Regions from separate parts of the Rattus norvegicus genome. Here region 2 is linked to region 1. A link is a contact called in public Hi-C data. All regions are on one chromosome and are shown on one strand. The core of a region is the stretch at or near the end of the contact, and the rest is flanking DNA. Distances in the headings are between cores, read along the strand shown.

What was found. Hi-C and Micro-C count contacts between places; a contact is called where the count stands out from the background.
Region 2: a contact with region 1 is called in a Hi-C map of frontal cortex, with 2.4 times the contacts expected there. The contact joins the promoter of Sez6l here to the enhancer-like site in region 1. A contact is called at or near these places in 1 of 12 Hi-C or Micro-C datasets (frontal cortex) and 1 of 1 datasets of contacts at active chromatin or transcription factors (oligodendrocytes).

What each region holds. Positions count from the first base shown.
Region 1 is chr12:49,514,221-49,521,003 of GRCr8, reverse strand. It overlaps Myo18b (myosin XVIIIb), which reads right to left. Exons shown (of 42, transcript XM_006249578.5): 31 at 4,468-4,572. Among named protein-coding and RNA genes, the nearest start is that of Myo18b, 97 kb to the right of the region's middle. Within about 2 kb of position 3,728, at least 16 of the 93 cell types and tissues checked have an H3K27ac peak or open chromatin away from gene starts, as enhancers often do.
Region 2 is chr12:49,721,344-49,728,126 of GRCr8, reverse strand. It overlaps Sez6l (seizure related 6 homolog like), which reads right to left and starts at 2,797. Exons shown (of 17, transcript NM_001415748.1): 1 at 2,392-2,797. The coding sequence starts at 2,488.

The sequences.
Region 1 (6,783 bases), core at 2,479-4,978:
ATGGAGATCAGGAGCAGCGCTGAGCTGAGCTGAGCTGCAGTCTGGGCACCCCACCACCCCCTGTCATGTGCGGTGGCACTTAACTGCTGTGACAATCCCTTAAAAATACACATTGTTATTATTGTTATTGCCTTTGTGAACGTTAGACTAGCTTACATTTATGGAGGGCATTCTAAGCATTCTCCAACGATTCTAAATACTTTGAGGGGTGAGTAACACTTAATCCCAGCCATGAGCTCATTATCTTCATTGCACAGGTGAGAGGACTGAGGTTGATAGGGGTGATTTGCCCAGGAGAGAGAGAGTTGGGGTATGAGCTGAGCTGGTGTGGCAAGAAAGAGGCAACTTTAGGAAGTTATATCATCAGGGAGGTGTGTTTACTGCTGATTTCACCACCATCATCATCCTCACCACCACCACCATCACCATCGTCATCCTCACCACCACCATCATCCTCACCACCACCACCACCATCATCACCATCACCGCCACCACCATCATCATATTTCACTGAATGCACATCTTGCCTGCACCTATGTCTGTGTACCTTGCATTTGCCTAGTACTCGTGGAGGCCAGGAGTGTCCTCAAATCCTCTGGAACTGAAGTTACAGGTGGTTGTGGTTTAAAATGTGGGTTCTGGGAATTGAACCCAGGTCTTCTGCAAGGTCAGCCAGTGCGCTGGACCACAGAACCATCTCTCCAGCCCCACGTTTTTTGTTTTTACAAGACGTGGCACTGAGGCACAGAGGAGACAGCACTGGAAATCGGGGTTAGCTGCTAGGAGCTAGAGGCACGGGGAGGGTGCCCCCAGGTAGAAGGGGCACTTCAGGAGCCAGTGAGAGAGTAGGCTGGCTGGCATGTGAACTGCTGTGTGATTGGCCCAGTGGACTGATAACCTTGGGGTGGGATGGGGGCAGGTCACATAGTAAGTGGCAGTCTGGGGCTCTCAGAACAAAGGGACACTGCACTCGCCAGACGGGTGATCTGCCTGAGTCACAGTGCTGCCAAGTGTATGTGGGGAACCCAAGGGTCTCAGCTTAGCATTTGGGTCTCTAACCACTGCCCCGCAGCACCTAATGAGACTATCTCCAGAAGTCCCGATTCTCCTGCTCCACAATCGGGTTTTCCCACATTATGTGCAGACTCTGGGCTTCTCTCCTCTGTCTGCATGCTTCCCCTCTGGCTACAGCTTTCCTAAGAAACAAGCTGGCACCGGCTGGCTGCGCCATTGGAATGGCTATGAGCATAGTCACCAATGCTGCCGCCTCTGCTGCCCCTTGAAATGTTGGCATTGCCGGCCTTGTCCGGCCTTCTGCTAACAGAATCCACAAGAAAACCTCAGCCCAAGCTGTCCTCCCCATCTTAATTATCACAGGGAGGGGGAGGGTGGAGGAGAGAGGTGGGGAGAAGGAGGAGGGAAGAGGGAGGAAGGAGGAGGGAGGAAGGAGGAGGGAGGAGGGAGGGATGAAGAGGAGGGAGGAGGAGAGGGAGGAAGAGGAGGGAGGAGGGAGGGAGGAAGAGGAGGAAGGAGGGAGAAGGGTGGAGGAGGGTGGAAGAGGAAGGAGGGAAGAGGCAGGAAGGAGGAGGGAGGAGGGAGGGAGGAAGAGGAGGGAGGAGGAGGGAGGAGGAGAGGGATGAAGAGGAGGGAGGAGGGAGGGAGGAAGAGGAGGAAGGAGGAGGGAGGAGGAGAGGGATGAAGAGGAGGGAGGAGGGAGGGATGAAGAGGAGGGAGGAGGGAGGGAGGAAGAGGAGGAAGGAGGAGGGAGGAGGAGAGGGATGAAGAGGAGGGAGGAGGGAGGGAGGAAGAGGAGGAAGGAGGAGGGAGGAGGGAGGGAGGAAGAGGAGGGAGGAGGAGAGGGATGAAGAGGAGGGAGGAGGGAGGGAGGAAGAGGGAGGAGGGATAAGGGTAGAGGAGGGTGGAAGAGGGAGGAAGGGGACTGGAGGGAGGAAGGTAGAGGAATTAAGAGGGAGGGGAGAAGAGGGAGGAGGGAGGGAGAAGAGAGGAGGGAAGAGGGAGAGCCTCCTTAGATTAATGTGAATGAAGCACCATTCTGAGAGCTCAGTGATTCTCGAAGCACGTGTTTCTAGTTAATGGGACCTAGAACCTTTTGCTTTTTAAAAAAAAATGGTCTCATGTAGCCAAGGCTGGCCTCGAACTCTTGTTAAATCAGAGTGCCAAATAGAACAATGTGGGAGACGCTGTGTTCCTCCACAGGAGAAGTGACTCATAGTGGAGTCTCCACTGAACAGCAGCACGAGGTAAGATTTAACAGTTTTTTTTTTTGTTGTTGTTGTTTTGTTTTTAATACTAGAAAACTCCAAGAGGGTGAAGATTTAACCGGACAAGAGTTACTGTTCACACACATACAGTGGAAACAGTGATATGACCAAGCCTTAGTGGCATCCACATTGAGCCAGGGGTCGAAAGGCACATTTGCTAGTAAGTCCCTGTGTGGCTGAGGCCAGTGGGTAAGTTGGAGGAGAACCAACTGCCCATTCCTCCTTGAAACAGTTAAGAATTTTTCCTTTGTCCAAAGGGGCAAAATTGTTCTCATTCCCAAATGGTAAGATCTTGAACGTAGAAGGGCCTAAAATAATCAACAGATGAAATATTACAAAACAAGGAACTCAGCAACGCTAAGACCGTGGAGGTGTCTCACGGGCCACATAAGACGATTAAATAAAAATCAAAATGCGGAACAAGCGCTGGTCATGAAGTGGTGGAAACCAGGAGTTTCCTGGAGATAAAGCTAATTAAGACACTTGTGAGGCCCATGATTGAGAAATAAGCATTGTAGGTAAAGAGAGACGGGGTAGGGCTGGGGTCAACAGCAGAGTTTTAACTTGAAGCTGACAGCTCTCTCCGGTCTAACCTGCAAATCAGTCGCTCCAATGAGCCTCGTTTCCTCATGGAAGCCTTTTCTTACTTTCATTTTTCAAAATTATTTATGGCACACGGCCGTGTTTGCCCACATGAATCCCTGTGTATCACGTGCATGGCCTTGTGCCCGCAGAGGCTAGAAGGGGCTTTGCATACCCTGGAGATAAAATGCCAGACAGTTGAGAGCCACTGGGGACAGGACTTGGGTCCTCTGCAAAGGTAGCAAGGGCTCTCCAGACCCTGACGTCCTTTGCTGCTGTTTTGGTAAATCCCTCAACTGTGACTCCTTCCTGAGGTGACTTGTGCCTGTGTTGAATGGTTAAAGCTATCTAGGACACCGTCGTTTATCGAAAGCTAGCCAGCAGGACCAGATTGCGCAGGAACAGAGAGGAGCGGTGAAGCCAGTAACGGGGATGGGTACACACCCACGGCGTGAGGGATGGTGGAGGGAGGGGCGGGAAGGAAAACATAGGTACCTACTTCATACCACACACCTACATAAGATGGATTAAGACCTAATTATATGCACAAAAAGGAGTTTGGAGCTTTTAAGGCATATGGTAAAATATGAACTGAAATTAAGGAAGGCGACTTTAAAGTAGGGAAGCATAAGGCGTAAATGTGATCTGCTTGGCTGCACTAGAAACACTTTATCAACTGAAGGGCATTATCAACAAGGGTGTGGGCTATCCACAGGCAGAGCTATTGGAACCTAGATTATCAGGAACTGGTTGGCGTTTGTACACAGATCATGAACGATTCCCAGAACGTACAGAAGGCAATCGTCATGACCAGATGAGTCACGGAGACGAGACTGCACAGCTTTCTCAGAGACAAGGGACCCACAGTGCCAGCTCTGGGAAATTACAGTACACACTGCGGCAGCTTGTGGTGGGTGGTATGCTCAGCATCCCACATACAGCCCCCACCACGCACCGTTTTCAGAATGCCACAGGGACAGGCTGAGGTCCCCAGGGACAGGCCTGAGGGTCCCTGCTAATCTACAAGCTTGGAGCCATTAACAAGCTTACCCAAAGACACACACACACACACACACACACACACACACACACACACACACACACACACACACACAGAGAGAGAGAGAGAGAGAGAGAGAGAGAGAGAGTGAGAGAGAGAGAGAGAGAGAGAGAGAGAAAGAGAGACATGGACAGACGGACAGATGGACGGACAGCAAAGGTAGCAGACACTCCTGCCTGGAAAAACCTCGTCCCTACAAGGGTAGCTGTGAGCATAGCAGCTCTCTACCCAGCCCCTTAGTGTAAGCATTGTTCACAGTTGACTACCAACAGCCACTGACAGCCATGTCGCTTCCTCTGCCCCTCCTGACTGAGGCCACTCTGTTTACTTTCTCTGTTCTTTGAAGAGCTGCTAGTCACCAGCTCCTGAGAATTTCAAAGAGCCGTGGGAAGGGTGGATGGAGGACCATGCACTCTGAGGACACAGGGGGAGGCCTGACCTTGGCCCTTCCCAAAGACTAAAGGATCTCTCCCGGTGGCTAGCTTTCTCGTGCATCCAGCCATCTCATGGGGCCCTCGGATGTCCCCACTGTGCGTGCCTTACCTGGTCACACAGGGTTCCAATCAAGCCTTCCAGGTCATGCTTCTCGTGGAGAGCCGCCTGTTTCTCTTCATATTCCTGCTCCAACTGCATCTCCAGCTGACGGAGCTGTGGATGCACAGGACAGATGTGAGGACCCTTGGATGAGTCCAGAGCAGCAGAGCCAGGGCCCTGGGAGGAGGTGACATGCAGCCTACAGCCATACTCTAATGCTACCTAGTGATTTGGAGGGTTATACCTGTGAAGCAGGCTAGGGATCTAAAAGCCTGGAACCTGGAAGGCAATGAATGTGTGAGCTGGTCAGATTGGGGGAGCCCTTTACCACACATTGTAAAGTTTGCAGTCATGGCCACTGCTTAAATACTTTCAAGTCTTAGGATGTGGAGTTCTAGTGTGTGTGCATGCATGCATGTGCAGGAGTGTGTGCAGGTACATGCTGGTTGGTGTGGGCACATGAGGAGGCCAGAATGTGATGCCTGGTGTCTTCATGTATCATTCTCTTCTTTACATTATATTTTGAGACACCATCTCTCAATGAAGCTTGGACCCACCCCCATCAACTAGATTGACTGAGCCCTCAAGCTCCCAGAATCCTCCTGTGTCTGTCTGCCTGCCAGACCCAGAGTCACTCAGGTCTTCACACCTGTATGGCAAGCACATGACCCACTGAACTATCTCCTCTCCCCTAGTCCTCTGACTTCTTCAGGCTAGGTACCACACAGCCCGTTAAGAGACCCATCCACTTCCTTGGTCCTTGAAAAAGGCTCCAGCCAAGGGACACATGGTGTTACGTGGATACACTGATTGGTGGTACAGACCCTGTGAGCTCTCTTTACTTTCCAGTGGCATGGGGCCCATTGGGAGGGTTAGGGTTGGAGGAGGCTGTGAGGGAGTCACCCCACAATAGGATTAGTGCCCTTATAAAGGAAGACACCAGAAAATCAAATCTACCTCTTTCTCCTCCTCTTTCTCTTCCCTTTGTTAAGGACACAATAAGAAGTGACCATCTACAAGGTGGCTTTACCAGAACCCCTGAGCCAGTCACAGATCGATGACAGTGAATATCCTCATAGACACCCTGGGATACAGTGTTTCCCTCCCACAGCCCCACTGAGACATCTGAGTGGTAGCACTTTACCTAATTTGCAATTCTCTTTGATTCCTCGCTGCTACCCAATGAACCAGGGGTCCCTTACTTGAGCACCCCAGCAGAAGCTGGTGGGCTCCCAAGCAGACCCACTGATGGTTCAACCCCACCCCCTCCATCCTCCACGCACACAGTCTGCAGTTCATGTCACAGACCGGTAACCAGGCATTCCTAAGAGGGGTTAGTTCCTTTTCCCTAATATCAAACACCCACAGCATCCCCTCAGGTCACTGTCTCCTGTGGGAGACACTGAGGGCTGCCAGCCACAGGGGAGCCGCCATCAGCATCTGTCACAGGGAGAGGAAAGCTTCCACCTGCTCCCACACTCTGCCTTGTTAGGTCCAGAGAAAGCTGACTGAGAATTGCAGTCAGCCTGGGTCAGCCAGATGTCTCAGCAGGTAGAGGCATTGCCACCTGAGCTCAATCCCCAGGGCCCATGAGTAAATGAGAGAACAACTCTCTTATATTGCCCTCTGATGTCCACATACATGCCATGGCATGCAGGCACATGCACAAACACATACACACACACACACACCCCAATGAACAAATGGTGTAAGTATAAAAGTCCTGTAAGAAATATAGTTGCCACGCTCCTGTCTGCTTCTAAGAGATAAAAGTTACTTAGAAAAATATCCCCAAATCATCAAATCATAAAACATCAGTGTCAAGTACTTCCTGGGAGAGGGTGAAGAATATTTCCCTGTGGTTTGCAAGTGTGATGAGAGGAGGGAAGGAGGAGGGAAGGAGGAGGGAAAGAGGAGGGAAGAGGGAGGGAAGGGGGAGGGGAGCGGTGCTCAAACTCCAGGAACTATGGGCACTACTAAAGGAAAGAGATTCACCCATGTCTCATCAAATAGAGAACTTATAGGGTGTAGCAGCAGTAAAGGTCCAACCACAGGAAAACCACAGGAGGAGAGGATGCTGATGGTGGACCACAGACACGTGTAAAGGCTGACACAGACTGGTGAGCGTAGTGTAGGCTGAAACTGCACAGCTGCCTTCAGGGCAAGGCTGTCTCCACTGTCCTATGCGTGCCAGGGGTGGGGGGTTGGGGTGGGGGAGTGGAGGGGTTGGAGGGTGGGGGTGGAGGGGTAGGGGGGTGGGGGGAATCGTGAGGGAGATAGCAGACCAACTAGGACCAAAGCGAGCCTGGTCCTCAGGTGCAGAAC
Region 2 (6,783 bases), core at 1,548-4,047, 210 kb before region 1:
CAGCCAAAACTCCTTGCGAAAGGATAGCAAATTCATACGGAAGTACACCAACGTAACAATGATACCTATCACTACATGTCAGAGGCTTACTGAAAAATACTGAATTTGCTTTGTTAGTCCAAGGGGAAAAAGAAAAGAAACGTCAGTCTCTGCAGTCTTAGCTTATATGTGCATTACTCTCACGTGCACGTCTTAGGCCACAAAGGCCCTCTTAGAAAAACAAGCTACATTTTATTCTCAGCAACCACGGCCCAGAGAATGCGCACCCTGCATAGGAACATTGCAACAAGTTCCCACCCCTCGCACCGCAAGCAGGAAGACAAGTCTGCAACCCTGGGCTCCTCTGGTGCCTCTCCTCTCTGGTTTGTGGATATGAGCTGCCGGCTAAAAATAGAATTTATTGCAGAAGATCAATTGTTTCCAAATGGACCATGAGAACTGGCAGTGCCCGTGGGCTACCCTAGCTCCCTTCTTATGACTCAGTTGGAACCCCACGGTTAGTAACGAGCCTTTGGATGAAGTACATTGGTGGACTTTAATTTGGCAGTGACCTGAAGTTAATTAAAACTATATGCTCACCAACCACGGTGTGGGGCAGTTGCAAAATATAAAATGTCTAAAAACTGAAATCACAAACGCACACATCCTGCTCTCCCTCCTACACTCTGGCACATACTGAGGAATCAGGATACAGGATTCTGATCTTGGGTGACATTTTCCTACATGCCATTAGGACCCCACCCCCATGCCCATGGTGATGCCTTAGAGAAGAATGTCGAACTCAGAGGTAGGGTCACTTTGGGAAGATGGTGAGCCTCTGGACATCTTTGAGTTCTGTTTGTTCAGTGTGTGTGTGTGTGTGTGTGTGTGTGTGTGTGTGTGTGTGTGTGTGTGTATGTGTATTTAAGAGCTGGGGCAGGGCAATCTGGATCCGGTTCAAGGCCACCACGAGATTGTTGGAAAGAGGCAGCTAATTAAGAAAGGGCATGCTGGGTAGAGACCATTGATTCAAACCAAATCTCTTTTCCCATCTTTTCTAGGGAAGCTGCCCAGACATGGTGTAAATTGGAAATACCATTGTCTCACAAGGGGTGGGGGCGGGAGGTGTTCTTAATTATATCTTCTGTTAAATAAAGGAGGGCAAATCATTCCCCTTGTTCATTTCTGGGCCCAACAGACTGGGAATAAAAGGCCTAATGTATGCTGAGGAGGGCACTCCAGGCCCTGAGCAAGAGATGGGACCCAGAGCTAGGGCCTGGAGCCGAGAGCTGTCCGGGGACTCTGGTGCTGAACTCAGGGGCCCAGAATTCCCCGCGGTGAAGCGGCAATGCGTGTCTGTTTCCAGAATTCCAGACCAAGAAGACCCCAATGAAATGGAACTCCAGATGGACAGGGGTGGGGGATGAGCGCCCCAGGCTGTGACCAGCTCAGGCAGACTCCCAGCTTTGTTTTGTAAGTTACCACGAGAGGAAACACCTTGCCAAGAGAATGGGAGGTTAAGTGGTCCAACCCCGATAGCTGACACAGTAGGCTCTCCAGATGTCTTTAGCTCACCTCATAGCTCCGGGGCTGGGGGTGGGGTCAGGTTTCGGTGAGTTATTTGCCTCCCTTCTCTCGACACTTCAGCATCTCACTATAACTTCCTGGGACCCCAGCAGGGTGGAGCGAAGGTGTACCCCAGGTAGATGAAGGAACCGACAATCTCCACAAACTCAGTCCCTCCTTCCTAAGCTGCAAGCACGTGGGGTTTACTAGCACCCTCTCTTCATTCCTAATATCCATGAGACTGTAGAGGGCAAAAAAGGGGCCCATCCCCCGAGGTTCTAACATCTCTCTTCTCACCAACTTCTGGGAGCCCTGAGCTCCCCTCCATCGGAGGAAGCCACACCCAAGTCCAATTTTCTGACACCTGGCTAGGTTCTATCCAGGAGACAACCCCTCCGAATAGTCCGAGACAGCGTGGGATGGTGGGATGGGAGGGAATCTGGTTCTGGAGACAGGCAGTCAGCTGTCCGCTTCCTATACCTATCTTCTTCCACAGAGCTTGGCAGAATAGCCTGGCAGCCAGCCCTGGGTGCAGTTGCAGAGAGCTTCCAGAATCTGGAGGTTTGGAGAGGACCCCACTCCCAGGAGCTTCTCCGGGAAGCTTTTCCGGACTGCAAAAGGGAGTCTGTCCTCAGCCCAGAGACCGACGAAGGACCCGCAACCCAAGGCGGGAGTCCTTCAGATGCGTCCCCGCCTCCGCTCTCCGGCAGGGACGAGGTGCCCAGCCCGGATTCCGGAAGGTCCCGTGGGTGGCGCGAGTGTTCCCGGACCAGCCGAGACCCCCGACCGCTCGGGTCAGCCGCAACAACTTTACCCTCTTTGGGCCGGGGCCCTCAGGGTTCTTACCTTCCGCCCGAGCTGCCACGGGGCTCCCCAGAAGCAAGGCGACCAGGAGCAGAGAGATCCTGTCGGGTCCCGCGGCTTGTGGCGGTGCCACAGTCATTGTAGCTACGGAGCCGGGGTCGGCACAGAGAGATCCGTGTGGCCGGTCCAGGCAGAGGGATCCGTGCGGTGGGATCAAGGCAGAAGGATCGGGCAGCCGGAATCAGGCAGTGCGGTCCAGGGAGAGGGAGAGATCTGGACCGAAGGCTCTGAGCAGCCGGACCCCAGAGCGAGGTCCAGACAGAGGGATTGGTGCAGCGGGATTCAGGCAGAGGGATCCGGGCAGTAGGATCAGGGCAGCGGCTCCTGGCGGACACGCAGCCCGCCGTGGCTCTGGCCGAGCTGCACCGGGCGCGGGCGACGGACGAGTGAGGAGGAGCCGCGGGCGGCGAGCGAGCGGAGGGCGGGGGCTGGGGCCCGAGCGAGCTAGCAGGAGAGAGAGAGCGAACGAGCGAGCTAGGGAAGTGAGCACGAGGAGGCGGCCGAGGGCCGTTCCGGGGTAGCCTGGCCCTCCGGCCCTGAGAAGTTGGTGATGTCGCCCGGTCCCGAGTGGTCCCCACTCTCTTTGAGGATGCTGGGACAGTCAGATGAGGCGGAAGAGTGCCCGATGTGTCCTTGCAAACCCAGTCCGCCAGCAGCCTGGCCTGTATCCCCACTGTACAGCCCTCTCTGGCCCCTGAGGGCCCCACCCGCCTCCACCCTTTCCTCCCCTCCCCCACTCTTCCCTATCCGCCGAATGCCTTGGTGCTTCCACAGAGAGTCCTGGTGACCTAGGAAGCCACACCGATTGCATCCAGGGACCTCGCTGGACCAATACACAGGTCCACGGAATCCTGTCTGATACCAAGAGGTTCTTCACCTTGGAAACGCCCAGCCACAGACTCTTAGGTGAAGACCCACCACCCATTTTATGACTGCAGCTCCATCTGCTACATTAGCACTCTCAACAGGGCCCTGCAGATCCTTCGAGCTTCCAGAGTCTGAGCCCTGTTTTACCTCCCCCTTCCCCATCCCCCCAGCGAAAGCTTTGGGTCTAGGCCCATCCTCTGACTGCCTCTGTCCAGTTCAAATTCTCTAGCAACGCGTCTTTCTTCCATAAACAGAGGAGATGGGGCGCAGTGGGTGAGGAAGACAAGCAGCCACTTATAGCCAGGCGTTGGCCAAGGGCCAGGCGGGAGATGCCTCACACCAAGGGAGACTGCTCTCCTTGTTCTGCAGAGTTTAACAGGCCCAGCTGGCTTCCCAGGCCCCTCACCCCAAGTTAGACGCCTTTCCCTCCCCCACCCTACTTTGACACTCTGCTCAAGCAGGGAGCAGATGGAGAGAAGGTTGTAGCAATTGGGGGTTAAAAAAAGTCTTTAGCAGAGTGGAGAGACTGGGAATCCCTGAAAAAGGAGTGTGGTGAGGGGAGAGCATGGGAGGTGGGAGGGGAGCAGGGAGGAGGAGGGACTCTTCTGCTCCTGGTTCCCGAGGACCCCCTCACTCACTCTTGGGATGCTCTTTGCCTGAAGCCCAGATTAGAGGGCTGAAGGTGATGGAGGGAATCCTCTTTCCTCCATACTCATCTGGGCTGAAGGAAGCTTTCTGCCTGGCCAGTCAAGTCTCAGAAAGTGTGTGTGTGTGGGGGGGGGGGGGTGTTTGAGAAGGACATGCAGGAGTCCTGGTTCCTCCTCTAGGGGAATGACATGCTGTCCTGTCTTGAAGCATGAGGGTGGGCCCATTGTGAAGAGGGGCCTGGCCCACCCCCTCACTCTCAGGCCTGCCTAGGACTAGCAGCAGGACGTTCAGTAAACCCTGAGGATCAGAAGCAGAGGGCAGGGATACAGAAACACGGAGGGGAGAACGGAGATAGGAGAGCAGGGTAGGAAGGCTTGTCAGTACCCACGGCTTGCCAGACTCTGGAGTGGTCTCTGTTTCAATTTGATAATGATCGGCAGTGATCGCGGTGATCATCAATATCTCCCCTGGAACCCGCTTGACCAAAGCCACTCACCCAGGATGTGATAGGGTGGATGGATTCAAAGCCGGGCCTGGGTTGAAAATCAGACTCCTGTCCCCAAACACAATCCTTCCTTGCAACAAGGTGGCTGCCTCTGGGCTGAGACATGGTGGCTCCTCTTGGATGTTCACCCTCTCCCCTACTCCCAGCAGGCAGCTAGAAGTCCATCATTGCAGTCACCTCTTAGTCAGGGAGGGGAGACACAACAGTGCCATAGACTCTCAACCCACTGAGCCCACAGCAGGAGTTAACTAGTTCCACGTGTGCTCAAACTGTAAAGGGGGGAAAGGCAGTAGTCTGAAGACACAGTGTTGAGAGTGTCGGGCAGATGAAGGTCACCAGAAAGGAGATCCAGCTGGGGTCAGAGGGGGAACAGAAGTAGCTTATGGGGCGGGGGGGGAGGGTCTTCCCCACTGCCAGACCCATTTTAAAGAAGAGCAAACTGAGGTGTGGGGAGGTGAGGTGACACGCTCAACACCATGCACGGTCCAGCTGTGCCCAGGTTTGTGCTCTGTCTACTGCCAGATAATGCCTGGCCTTCGCTTGGGGGAGGGGGATCAGTGGGGACCTCCTGTGCCCACTGCCAGTTGGGTTGAGAACCCCAGGTTCTTTTCCTGCAGTTGGAGTGAGCCTGTAGGTCCGACCTCCCTACATCCTGCTGTGTGTGTGCAATCCCCTTTGTGCAGTTAAAATCAGCAGTGAGGACAAAGGCTGGACCCTGGTCTCAGCTATGCCTTCGCAGAAGGCCAAGAACAAGGGACTTGTGTTCTTTGGGTTCTAGTTGCCTCTTCCAGAGGAGTAGGAATAAAAATGATGCCTTCCATGTGGAGTGACAATGTGCAACAGTATCCTCAAACTGTGACAGGATGCACTGTGCAGGCTTACAGGGTGAGGAGAGGACCTCAGGGGTAGGTCAGCTCAAAGCATAGTCTGGGGCTTGGCCTCAGTCTGAGCAATTGTTATCAACACTGAGTGGAGAGGAAGCTGGAGCTTCTGACCTTTTCTCTGCCTTTCTGAGTGTCTTTCTGTGAGTGAGTGTGTAGCCTCTCTGGAGTTGGTCTCTCAATCTATCCACTCACCCACCCATCCATCCACTCATCCATCCACCCACCCATACATCCACCAACCCACCCATCTGGTCATAACCATCCAAGCACTCACCATCTATTCTATCCAACCCATGCACTATCTACCCATTGGCATACCCATCCACAAATCCATCCATCCATCCATCCATCCATCCACCATCCACAAATCCATCATCCATCCATCCATCCATCCACTCATCCACAAATCCATCCATCATTCATCCATCCATCCATCCACTCATCCACAAATCCATCCATCATTCATCTACCCATCCATAATCCATCCATCCATCTACACACCCATCCATCCATCCATTCACCCATCCATTCATCCATCCATAATCCATCCATCCACTCACTATCCACTCATCCCAACAATCCACACACCCAGCTGTACATCTATACACCCATCCATTCCTCCCATTCATTAATGTGTCCAGCCGTCTGTCTCTCCATCCTCCCATTCTAACCATCCATTTATAATGCACTACCTTTCCATCTAGCTGTTTGTCTCTTCACAGTATGAAGGTACATCACATACTGTCCCATCCAAGCATCATGATCTACCCACTAGCCTCTCCTTCCCCCTTCCCTTCCCTCTGCCCCATCATTTCTTCCTTCTGTTTCCCTATTCACTATTTATCACTCTGTCCATCTGCCCATCTATCTACCCACCATCCCATTTTCTTTGCATTCAATGAATGGTTCTTAGATGTCAAACAGTACATCAGGCCACAAACACGGTGGATATCATCTCTTGCTTTCTAGGGCTGTCTAGTGATGCCTGCCAACCCAAATGCCCATGTCCTTTCCAGCTGACCAATGCTCTGTGCCAGGGAATCAGTTTCACACAGCGTCTGGAAGTCTGGGCTTCAAAACGTTACAGCCTGCAGTTTAAATATGTTCCTACTAATGACTGTGTCTCCTTCAACAAGGCCATCGAGGTCCATGCTTCTTCATGTGCTGTTCAGACGAAGTGTGTGCTGTCAGGAACATCTGTGTACCGAAAGACTTTATCACCTGACACTGGAGGAGAAAATATATGCTGTCTTGAGCAGAGAGGAACCAATATAAAAGGAGAGGTCACTGACAAGCAGGGTTTAATTTAAAAATGCCAATAGAAGGTATTTCAGGAGATGGACCTCCTTCACCCCTCCCCCTTCATGTCTTTGAAGACGGAGGCTCCAGAATCTTATCTGGTCTTCATCATGGAGCACAGCTTCTGCAACCCCTAGTGGGAAGCTTGGGCCCACACCACTCTCAGACTGG